4 separate regions of the Mus musculus genome follow, and all the other regions are linked to region 3. Evidence: chromatin contacts called from public ChIA-PET, HiChIP or PLAC-seq and promoter capture Hi-C data. All regions are on one chromosome and are shown on one strand. Each heading gives the region's core, a stretch centred on a gene start, on an enhancer-like site or on the middle of the called end of the contact. The rest is flanking DNA. Distances are from core to core; before and after follow the strand shown.

What was found. Promoter capture Hi-C pulls out the DNA fragments that hold promoters and counts their contacts. ChIA-PET counts read pairs in DNA pulled down with a chosen protein or histone mark. HiChIP or PLAC-seq counts read pairs in DNA pulled down with a chosen protein or histone mark.
Region 1: an RNA polymerase II ChIA-PET map of effector CD8 T cells shows a contact between it and region 3, with 10 read pairs. The contact joins the promoter of Armc7 here to the promoter of H3f3b in region 3. A contact is called at or near these places in 2 of 39 promoter capture datasets (erythroid cells and liver), 1 of 484 Hi-C or Micro-C datasets (embryonic stem cells), 2 of 115 datasets of contacts at active chromatin or transcription factors (effector CD8 T cells and microglia) and 1 of 9 other capture datasets (pancreatic islet).
Region 2: a contact with region 3 is called in a promoter capture Hi-C map of liver, with 4 times the contacts expected there. The contact joins the promoter of Jmjd6 here to the promoter of H3f3b in region 3. A contact is called at or near these places in 13 of 39 promoter capture datasets (the C10 cell line, HPC-7-derived erythroid cells, cranial neural crest and 8 more), 11 of 484 Hi-C or Micro-C datasets (CD4 T cells, CD8 T cells, LSK cells and 6 more), 5 of 115 datasets of contacts at active chromatin or transcription factors (astrocytes, bone marrow-derived macrophages, effector CD8 T cells and 2 more) and 1 of 9 other capture datasets (adipose tissue).
Region 4: a FOXA1 HiChIP or PLAC-seq map of pancreatic cancer cells shows a contact between it and region 3. The contact joins the promoter of Hid1 here to the promoter of H3f3b in region 3.

What each region holds. Positions count from the first base shown.
Region 1 is chr11:115,474,332-115,477,141 of GRCm38.p6, reverse strand. Armc7 (armadillo repeat containing 7) reads right to left here and starts at 1,475. Exons shown (of 3, transcript NM_177778.5): 1 at 1,115-1,475; 2 at 877-1,020. The coding sequence starts at 1,205. It overlaps Slc16a5 (solute carrier family 16 (monocarboxylic acid transporters), member 5), which reads right to left. Exons shown (of 4, transcript NM_001080934.1): 4 at 2,744-2,810.
Region 2 is chr11:116,842,189-116,845,022 of GRCm38.p6, reverse strand. Jmjd6 (jumonji domain containing 6) reads left to right here and starts at 1,574. Exons shown (of 6, transcript NM_033398.3): 1 at 1,574-1,958; 2 at 2,303-2,691. The coding sequence starts at 1,830. Mettl23 (methyltransferase like 23) reads right to left here and starts at 1,508. Exons shown (of 5, transcript NM_028865.3): 1 at 1,249-1,508. The coding sequence starts at 1,416.
Region 3 is chr11:116,022,942-116,025,785 of GRCm38.p6, reverse strand. H3f3b (H3.3 histone B) reads left to right here and starts at 1,282. Exons shown (of 4, transcript NM_008211.3): 1 at 1,282-1,407; 2 at 1,767-1,904; 3 at 2,008-2,161; 4 at 2,251-2,844. The coding sequence starts at 1,777. The coding sequence ends at 2,379.
Region 4 is chr11:115,366,473-115,369,172 of GRCm38.p6, reverse strand. It overlaps Hid1 (HID1 domain containing), which reads left to right and starts at 1,417. Exons shown (of 19, transcript NM_001346774.1): 1 at 1,417-1,629. The coding sequence starts at 1,564.

The DNA.
Region 1 (2,810 bases), core at 226-2,725, 550 kb after region 3:
TCTTACCACATAGCCCTAGATGGTCCAGAACTCAGTACTCACGCTAGGCTGGCCTGGAACTCGGAAAGATCTACCTACCTCTGTCTTCCCAGTACTGGGGATGAAAGGCATGTACCACTGTACTCGGGGAGAACTGACTCTTGACAAATTTCATGCATACAGCCTGGTGCACATGCATACTCACACTCATCCACACACACATGCAAACACACACCTACACAGCAAATGTAAAAGAGTCTACCTTGAATAATTCAAACGGCCTTACAATAACCCAACTATAGGAGTTCTAAGCTACCTTTGCACCTCTTGACAGTAAACAATACAAGGGCAAGCTCCAGCCGGGCAGTGGTGGCGCACACCTTTAATCCCAGCATTTGGGAGGCAGAGAGGCAGGCAGATTTCTGAGTTCAAGGCCAGCCTGGTCTACAGAGTGAGTTCCAGAATAGCCAGGGCTACACAGAGAAATCCTGTCTCAAAAAAATCAAAATCAAGCAAACAAACAAACAAAAAACTAAACTTCTTTCAAAGAGGTTTCACCCCATTTCCTCACTTATTATCTCTTTTCTAAGAGGAAGAAAGACACGACTTGTTTGGAATGAGCTGTGACCCCGATAATGTGTGGAGGAGGAGAAGGTAGGTGGTCCACACACGGCAGCTCTGCCCTAGATGAGATCCCATCCCAAACACTAGTTTGTTTAGTGACAGTGTCTTACTCTGAATCCCAGGCTGGCCCCCAAGTCGCAACCATCCTCCTGCTTCAGCCTCCCGTAATGCTAGTTTTATAGGCGAGTGGCATGCCTGACTCTCAAGTCGCTCTAGTCTATAACTTGGGGGGAGGCGCGCGGGCACGGGGGTTGGGGGCAGCCTAACTCTTACCAATAGCAAACTTGATTAGGGTTTCATTCTCTTCCGACAGAGAATCAAGGAATAAGTCCAGGACTTGTAGTTGCCGTAGGTACTGGTAGTTGCCCGGGTCATAAGCGAAGTTGGCGAGGTTGGCGAGGACTTGCTCCTTGGCATCTGCAATGGGAAGCAGCCCTGGGGTCGGACCTGTGCGGCGGCGGCTGCCGTCAGAACCCTCCTGGGTCCCTCGTGCCCACGCTACACCTCTTACCTTGGCTCTCGGTTTCCTGGAACTCTGTGACCAGCGCCTGCAAGTAGCCTAGCCGCCCGACGTGGGGGTCTATCTTGGGTTTCTGTGCCATGGCTGGGGCGGCGGAGTTGGGAGCTCCGGTAGAGGCCACAAGGCCTGGATCCTGACCTGTCCCGGCGGCGACAGAGCGGCAGCAAACCCAGTCTTGTCCTGAGATCCGCGTCTGCAGCTGGGGATGAGCTGTGGGGGTGGCCAGGGGTCTCAGGATCCTGTCTGAGCCGGATCTGAAAACCAAAATTCAACCCGGGCGAGACGCTGTGGCTTTTCGGAACTGAAGGCAGGCACGCCCCCTTACCACACTCCCTGCACCGCTTCCTGGTTCAGGGCGGAAGTCTCTCTAGCCCCGCCCCAGGAAACGGAGTGAGCGGGACCAGGACGGGATTGGGCGTGGTTACTGGGCGCCTCCTGGGCTTCCCTCCGGATTTCTAGAGCTGGAGGCTTTAACCCTCCACTGCGCAGCCGCCGCAGCGGGGATGCGTCGAAGGAGAGAGGAAGGGAGAGGGGAGGGAAAGAGGAGAAAAGGAGAGAGAGAATGGTGGATGGATTGACAGCCGGGCAGACGGATCTTCAGGCCATCTAGACATGATAGTAGTTTAATCCCAGAACACGGAGTTTAAGGACGGTTTAGTCTACAAGGCAATCCAGAGCTACATGGCAAGACCCTGGTAACAAAACAGAACATCCATCAAACCCCAAACACAATCTTAGGGTCACAAGGAGCGTCAGGGAGGGGCCCAGCTTTGCCGTGCTGTGGTGGAGGTGGAGGATGGAGGCAGTAAGGGTTTTTAGGGCAAGGGTCAGGGGTCATGTACTATGTTTGGTACCAGGGACCTGAATCACAGCAGAATGGTTTGTGTACTTCACCTTTCCCTGGCCCCCACCTCTGGGGTTTAAGTTCCAGTGATCAATCCATGCCCAACATCAACCAAGAGCAAGAGTTTTAGTCTTAGTTTGGATGCTTGAGAACCAAGGTTGCTCCGTGAGAACTCTGTGCCCTTTAGGTTTTATAAGAAGCAGGCTAGGCAGACTTCTTACATCTCAGCTCAAGATGGCCAAGCGTCTGACTAGTCAGAACATCAAAGACCTGGGGACCTGGAGCCTTTGAGATTCCAGAACAAATACTTTGCAGACTCCCCTCAAAATTTTCCAGGGATGGTCCAAAGCAGATCCTGGCTACAAAAGAGTAGACTTTGCTTCCATCTTGTCTCCAAGCCCCAGGCTCCAAAGAACTGGGATTACAGCACACCTGGGCATGGGTGGGGCTGGAGATGGAAGTGAAGGTTTGATGTACGTGACTAAACTACATTTGCACCCTCATTTCTTCGTTGCTTATTGCCCTCAGATTAATGCCATTATTACCAACGGGCAAGTGTGATGAAAATTTCCTAGCTGGAGGATCACAGATTCTATTTTTCCTGGACGTGGGCCTGTTAGCCAGCCCCAACTCTGTTTTCTGTTAGAATGAAAAATAGGTCCCTGGCATTTGCCCTTCAGAGTAGAAACTTCCTTGGGGGGTGGGGGTGGGGTCAAGCTCAGTTCTGAGTTGCGATCCGGAAAGCAGTAGGGGACATTAGACAGAGAGGCAGACTTCAATTGGAAGATGGCATCTCATACAGGCCAAAAAAATTTTTTTAATAACGTTTATTTGTGTGTGTGT
Region 2 (2,834 bases), core at 325-2,824, 820 kb before region 3:
CCCTGTCTCGAAAAACAAAACAAGACAAACAAACAAAAAAATTCCTTAAACAATTTAACTCCAGATGTTACCAAATCATTCATATGGCTATTAAGACACTCAAGTGCAGTATTCTGACTTATGAAGTCTGTACCCCATGCCTTCTTGTCCTTTTCCTAGTTGTCTATTAATGCCCAAACTTAAAAAGATCCAGGTTATTAGTATCTTCCAACTCTGCTTCACGCTTATTTGTCCTGAAATATTTCTCTGTAGTACACAGCCAAGAATCTCTTCTCTAATGTTAGAGGCTGCTGGGAGGGCGGAGGAATACACCTTTAATCCCAACACTCCAAAGGCAGAGGCACGGTGAACCCTGAGTCCAGACTGGTTCACAGAATGTGTTCCACAATAACCAGGGATACATAGAGAGACCCTGTCTCAAAACAAAATCTCTGCTTCACTTGTGTAGAAGTCTGGGAAAAAAAACAAACAAACGAGGACTGCTACAGGTGGCAGCATTGTATAGCAGAAGGCTATACCTTCTGCTCCCCTTACTATTGCCAGGGACACCTACCTACCTATGGTCCAGCTGCCTACATTACAACACGAAAATCCTTTGTAAAACCCGACTACCTGGGAAGAGTTAGTCAGTTTTAGAGTAGCTATGAGCTCGGAGGGAACAAGCCAGTGCCGATGTATAAAATTTTATTGGGGTGTTGGAGACAGGAATCCCTGGTCCCAAAATTTAAACAGCAAAGATTACGGGGTTTGGGATAAACTCAAAAGCACAACTATCATCTATCGTGTATGGATCTTGGATTCGAGCCCCGGCACTGTTTAAGCCAGCATGGTGGCGCACACTCCTAACCCTAAGAAGCGGGAAACGGGGGTTCAAATTCAAAGCCTGCCTGAGCTCAGAAATAAAACAGAGAGTTAGGGCTACCACTCAGTGGCGGAGCACTTGCCTAACAGGCAGAGGTTCAATCAAGAGTACCCGGAGGTTTGGTGGGGAGGGGGGCAGGCCGTGTTAGATATACTGACAGATGCTTTCAAAAGAGTACAAAGTTAGCATCACAGGACAAGACAGCCACTTTCCTGGTGGAATTCAGTGAACTTCCTGGCACTGTCCCTAAATGTGTCACTGGAGCGCACTTAACCCCTCACCGGGCTTCACACCAGACCTGGTGCTAATGAACGAAGCCGAGAACTGAAGGACAACCCACTCCCGCTCCAAACAGGGGGCTCCCACGTGGGTGCCGCCGCACGCACCTGCGGGACGCGGACCTCCAGCACCGCCCGATTGCCTCCGGGAACTGGCTCCTCCCGGAACCGAAAGAGCTGGGTCCCGGCCATGAGGCCGGGCTCGCACGTAGGGGAGTCCAGGGACGCCGGGTCAGGAGGCGGTGCCCAAGGAGCGCGGGGCCGGACACTGTCCATGGCAAACACAGGAAGCCGGAGGCCGCAGCGGGCCCGGCCGGAAGGAGACCGCAGGGAAGCGACGCGCAGACGGAAGTGTTGCGTAGGCCAAAGCAGGGAGGGGCAGGGCGTCGGCGACGCGACCTTCCCAACATGGCGCCCAATTGGCGTGCATGAAGGCGGGTCTGGCAGGTCGCTGAGGCCAATGGCGGACCGCATGAGGCGGTGGGGCGGGGAGGAAGGCCGCTGTTCGCCCAACCCAAAGCTCCGGTGGCGGCTGAGGAGTGAATCTTCTGGAAGGCGACTTTAAAGGCGCCGGGCCGGAGCGAAGGGCGTCTCGGGGCCGCGCCAGCCAGGGAGGGAGGGCGCGTTTGGTGGCAGGAAACGCGAGCCGCGTCGGGGTCGGGGCGGAACCGGACGGCGAGCGGCTCACGATGAACCACAAGAGCAAGAAGCGCATCCGCGAGGCCAAGCGAAGTGCGCGGCCGGAGCTCAAGGACTCGCTCGACTGGACCCGGCACAACTACTACGAGAGCTACCCGCTGAACCCCGCGGCCGTGCCGGTGAGCGGGGCGCGGGACCCCACACGACGGCTGCCCGCCTTCCGAGGGCCGCTGGTCCCCCGATGGGGCCCCGCAGCCCGGCTGTCAAAACTCGCTCGGTCGTGGGAGCTTCGGGCCCCTCCCTCCCGTGAAGGGGTGGCTCCGGGTGCGACGTGCTCGCCCGCACGCACGTGGGCCTCCTTCCGTCCCTCCGGCCCCCTGGAGGAGCAGAGGCTCGCTCGTTCCTTGCTCGTGTGTGCCATTGCTCACGGGTGTCTTTGCTAATTGGCCCTGTGGGACACCTTTATCCGCCACTGGACTTGTTCCAGTGTCCTAACGGGACAGGTCTTTTGTTGTTCCCGCAGGATAACGTGGAGAGAGCTGATGCCTTACAGCTGTCGGTGAAAGAGTTCGTGGAGCGCTACGAGAGGCCTTACAAGCCCGTGGTTCTGCTCAATGCACAAGAGGGCTGGTCCGCACAGGAGAAATGGACTCTGGAGCGCCTCAAAAGGAAATACCGGAACCAGAAGTTCAAGTGCGGCGAGGATAATGACGGCTACTCGGTTAAGATGAAGATGAAGTACTACATCGAGTACATGGAGAGCACCCGCGATGACAGTCCCCTTTACATCTTCGATAGCAGCTATGGCGAACACCCCAAAAGAAGGAAACTTTTGGAAGACTACAAGGTGCCCAAGTTTTTCACAGATGATCTTTTCCAATACGCGGGGGAGAAACGCAGACCCCCTTACAGGTAAATTATTTCACGTTAAGTTTTCAAAAACCATGGACAGTGACAGGCAGTGGTATTTTTGTAAGGCCAGCCTGGGCTACAGAATGAGTTCCAGGACAGCAAGGGCTACACAAAGAAACCCTGTCTCTGGATAAACACACACA
Region 3 (2,844 bases), core at 33-2,532:
TAATTTCTATGTAGACCAGGTTGGCCTCAAAGCCACCTGCCTCTGTCTCCAGGTTGCTGGGATTAAAGAAATGTGTGTGCCAGCATGCCTGACAACTTCTTATTAACTCTAAGTACATTGAAATAAAATATTTTGTGATGGCCTGAATTAAACATGCAAAAATAGGTATTTGTTGTTTTGTTTTGAGACACGGTCTCCCTGGGTAGCTTTTGCTGGTGTGGTCCTGCCTTTAAACTCACATGGCTTTGCCTGCCTCCAGAGCGCTAGGATGCAAGGAACAGTCCCCTTTTGTTGTTTTTTGTTTTCTTGAAACTGTTTTATATATCCTAGACTGGCCTTGACTTAAGTAGCTGTGAATGACCTTGAATTTTGGATCCTGATTCCATCTCTGATATTACCTTCATGCACCTGGAGCTTGGTTTATGTAGTCCTGGAGAAAAAACAAACAAACCAGGATTTATAAAAGACAAGATCTCTGTAGGTAGGTCTGCTTGGCCTGGAACCCCCCACCCCCTGTGGATCAGGCTGGCCTCATGTTCACAGAAATCTGCTTGCCTTTGAGCTTCCTAAAAGCTGAGATTAAAGGCCTGCAGCACCACCCAACTCGGAAATAATTTTTTTGAATTTTGATTCTTTGTGTCTATTACCCTTCCCCATCAAACAATTGCTTTATGCTTTAGAATGTGTATGCATTTACAGTGCACAAAACACTATATGCTGTAAGATGACTGACTGGATTACATTTCTCATACTATATTAAACGATGAAAATTACAGAAAGTAAATTATTCAGGGAATAATTTCATCCTACATTAAAATAATAGTAATAATTACTATTATTATATTTACGCAAAATCTCTCTAAAATGGTCTCTTGATGCAAAAAAGTCGTAGACTCTTGCCGACCCAACTTTCTTAAATTCCAGGAGACTAGTGCAATTCATTTGCATTGACTTTCTATTGTAGAGCTTTGGAACCAAGAGAAGGATCCAAACATAGCTCCATTTTATCCAATCAGAAGAGCTCCCTAGTGCTAAACTCTGATTCGTCTGTTCCTCTTTGCATCCAGCCAATCCTGAAGCAATTGTAACAGCCAATCAGTGGCCTGAACACCGGCCAATCAGGAAACGGCCCCGAAGTACGGCCTTTGTGTCGGGAGATGTCAGCGCGTCGGCGAAAGCTCCCGCCAATCGAAAAAGTCGTTGGTGTATGCAAATCAGGGTTCTGTGACGCACTGACGCAGCGTGCAGCGTCTCTATAAATATGGAGGCGTCGGGGGGCTTGGAGCGCAGAGCGGTTTGGTCGTTCGTTGGTGGAGTATCTGCCCGTTCTGCTCGCCGATTGCGGCTCTTGTTCGAGCGCTTCCAGCGTCGCCTCGGTCTCAGCAAGGGCCCCAGACTCGGCTTTGGGTGAGTTCGCGGCTCTGCCGGCGGCCGGAGCCTCCCTGGCTTTTAGGACCGCGGTCGCTGGCAGCCGACGGTCTGGTCGGTGAGGCAGCCCGGGAGGTCGAGTTCGGTCGCGTTCCGCCACCTCCGTCCTGTCTGCTTCCCGGTGGTGACTCACAGGTCCCGCCGCGGTGTTTCCGGCCGCCCGTGGAGCGGGAAGTTGCTCCTCCCCGCGCTCCCCCTCCCGGGGGAGGCCGCAGCCCGGCGCAGCCTGAGTCATTAGGGGAGGGGGAGGAGGCGGCGGCCGCCATCTGCTGCGGCGAGGAGGGGCGCCTGGCAGCCGGAGCCCGGTGACCTGGCCTTGAACGTCGCTTGTCTCGCAGGTGAAAAAAAATGGCCCGAACCAAGCAGACCGCTAGGAAGTCCACCGGTGGGAAAGCCCCCCGCAAACAGCTGGCCACCAAGGCGGCTCGGAAAAGCGCGCCCTCTACCGGCGGGGTGAAGAAGCCTCACCGCTACAGGTAGGCAGAGGGCTGGGAACAATGACTTGGCCGCCGGCTTGCGGGCGGGCGCTCTCTCCCTTCTCCCTGACCGTTGACGCCTTCCTTCTTCTGGTGACTGCAGGCCAGGGACCGTGGCTCTGAGAGAGATCCGTCGTTACCAGAAATCGACTGAGCTGCTCATCCGGAAGCTGCCATTCCAGAGATTGGTGAGGGAGATCGCCCAGGATTTCAAAACCGACTTGAGGTTTCAAAGTGCAGCCATCGGTGCCCTTCAGGTAAAGGGACAAAAGGCTTGGTGGCACTCGGGGCGGCGGCTTGATTGCTCCAGTAGGAGTGTTAATGCTGTTGCTCTTGTCCTCAACAGGAGGCTAGCGAAGCATACCTGGTGGGGTTGTTTGAAGATACCAATCTGTGTGCCATCCACGCCAAGAGAGTCACCATCATGCCCAAAGACATCCAGTTGGCTCGCCGGATACGGGGGGAGAGAGCTTAAGTTGAAGCGGTTTTTATGGCATTTTGTAGTAAATTCTGTAAAATACTTTGGTTTAATTTGTGACTTTTTTTGTAAGAAATTGTTTATAATATGTTGCATTTGTACTTAAGTCATTCCATCTTTCACTCAGGATGAATGGGAAGAGTGACTGACTGTTCACAGACCTCAGTGATGTGAGCACTGTGGCTCAGGAGTGACAAGTTGCTAATACGCAGAAGGGATGGGTGATACTTCTTGCTTTTCATGATGCATGTTTCTGTATGTTAATGACTTGTTGGGTAGCTATTAAGGTACTAGAATTGATAAATGTGTACAGGGTCCTTTTGCAATAAAACTGGTTATGACTTGATCCAAGTGTTTAACCATACATCACTGTGATAGAATGTGGGCTTTTTCAAAGGTTGAAGATACAAGTTTTAGCCACAGTGTAACAGTTTCCTTTAAAAAAAAAAAAGTAAACCTGGC
Region 4 (2,700 bases), core at 168-2,667, 660 kb after region 3:
GCTACCCAATGCTGTGGCTTGTTCTGTGAGGTAGTGAGACCATGCCCTCTCTCTCTACCTCTACACCTGATCCAGCTGCCTTGATGGAGCATACTCCTTATTTTACAACTCCGGGATCCCCCTTTAGATTAAAGTCATGTTGTTTAGAACTATCCAGGATTCTCAGAAACTTCTAGACACAGTAACATGATTGTGTGAGGGGTGGGACACATACATCATACATGGCCCTGGCTGTCCTGCTGTCCTGGCTTGCTATGAGATATATATATATTAGATAAATACCAGATTATTTTGGATTTTGCCAATGCTGGTCTCAAACTCACTATTCACCAAGGATGACAGTCCCTCTTGCCTTCACCTCCTGAGTTCTGAGATCTCATATGTGGATCAACTATTTTTATTGGGTTGTCAGCTATTACTCTTAATTTAATAATTAGAGTGCTTGCCTAACATCCAAGAACCTCTTGGTTCAATCTACAGCACCCCATAATACCAAGGGTGATCATGGAACCTGTGACCTTGGTACTTGGGAGATGGATTAAAAAATTCATCACCAGTAACAGTGAGTTCGAGGCAAGCCTACGATAAACTCCTCACAAAACAAACACAGTGTACTAGGCTATACCATGGGTAAACTCCTTTCTTCTGAAACCAGGATCTGTGATGTTTATGTCATGTCCTCTACACTTCAAAGAGTTCTCAGGGAAGCCAGGGAGCTAGATAAGCGTCAAGACCCAAGGGATTTTTCACTGCTGAGCTGCCTTCCTGGAACAGGGACACTGAGTCAGCCCATCCTTCCACACAAGCAAGAGCTAAACCTTTTAAGGGTTAGAATAACTTCAAGGCTAGACACGTGGATTTGATAGGTCAGAAAGAGAAGCAAACAGAAAGAAAGGAAGGGAGGAAGAAAGAAAGGAGAGGAGAGGAGGGGAGGGGAGGGGAGGAGAGGAGAGGAGAGGAGAGGAGAAAAAGAAAAGAAAAGAAAGGAAAGGAAAGGAAAAGAAAAGAAAAGGAAAGGAAAGGAAAGGAAAGGAAAGGAAAGAAAAGAAAAGAAAAGAAAAGAAAAGAAAAGAAAAGAAAAGAAAAGAAAAGAAAAGAAAAGAAAAGAAAAGAAAAGAAAAGAGAAAAAGCAAGCAAGCTCAGATAGCAACAATAGTAGGAAAGCATGAACATCAGGTAGAGAGGATTGGAGGAGAAACTGCGGGTCTGAGCAGGAATGAAGAATGAAGGTGGAGGCAGGAGATGAGATACCAGGAGGGTTTCAGTCTTGCGGACTGAGGATCGAGGACAACACTCAGTTGCAGACGAAAGGACCAGGAGTTGGGTTCCACGGAGAACTCCGGACTTCTTCTTGGAGGCCTGAGCGGCAGGTGCAGAGGCGGGGCCTCGTGGGGGCGGATCTAAAGGCGGAGCCACAGGGGCGGGGCCGACGCCTGCGGCAGGCGGGGTTCGCAGCTTCGCTCCCCAGAGAGCAGCCGGGGCTGCGGAGCTGGAGCTGGAGTCACAGCCGGAGCCCGCGGCAGAGTCGGAATCCGGGGTCGGGCTGGAGCGGGGTCCATCGACATGGGATCCGCAGACTCCAAGCTGAACTTCCGGAAGGCGGTGATCCAGCTGACCACCAAGACGCAGGTGCGCCTGGGGGCCCAGCCTCTTCATCCACCTGCCGGCCCTGGGGGCAGGGCAGGGCCGGGGGGGCTGGGTGAACACGGTTCACCCGAGGGTGGGGTGACCGGCTAATCCAGAGGGGGATGCTGAAACAAGCACCGGAACGGGACTTTTCCTTTGTAACTAGGGCTCCATCCCTGCCTCTGGGAGCCCACCCTATGCCTACTCTCCCCTGGGAACACTCTCCCGGGCACTGCTGCTGCTGCCACCTTAGGCTGACGTGTGCCTACTCCTGGAGCCGGCGGCGACAACGTTATCCGCCCCCTGTCCCGCCCCCCCGGTGCCCGCAGCCTCGCTTAGCCAGCCTCTTCCCGCTCCCACCTACCCATCCATCGCCCCGCTGGTCTCCCTGCCCCTCAGTGCCCATGGTCCCGGACATACAGCCCCGGCTGACTCAATGCAAACAAAGCCGGGCCGGCGCCTGCCTGGGTTGGGGAAAACAGCTGGTGCGCGATGGCAGCGGTGGCAGCGGTGGCCTCTCTGGGCCCTGGCTGATGCCTGAGGGTAGGGAAGGCCCAGGTCTTCCTGGGAGCTCATAGAGTGGCAGGCAGCGGCAGCTGGGTAAGAGGAGCTGTCCTCAGGCCTAGGGAAGCCAGCTTTCCAGCTAGTGATGATCCAGGGGCTTCTCCAGGCCCGGTGGAGCTGATTGGCTGTGCTTTTTGGCACCCGGAATAGGGATTGGGGTTTCGGGGATGAGGAGATTATCATTGGTCTGTTGGAGAGGGAGCCATGGGTAACTCCAGTCCACACTCCCCCCCCCCATCCCCCGTGTCTACAAGTGTCACAGAAGCTGCCTCCTACCTTCAGCACACACCTCTTGACCCAGCAAGGTTCCTTCCCTGTCGTCCCTTCAATCTTTATTTCTGGAAACCAGGCTACTCTGGTTATGGAGATACCAGCAGCCTCTCCAAGGCCCTGCCTGTCAAAGGGCTCTGGACCTACTGCCATCTGGAACCCCACCCCCATCCGACTGTTCTCAGAGCTCTATATTGTTCTTGGCCAGTGTGAGTGGGATCAGGAGAGCTGCCTACCCAC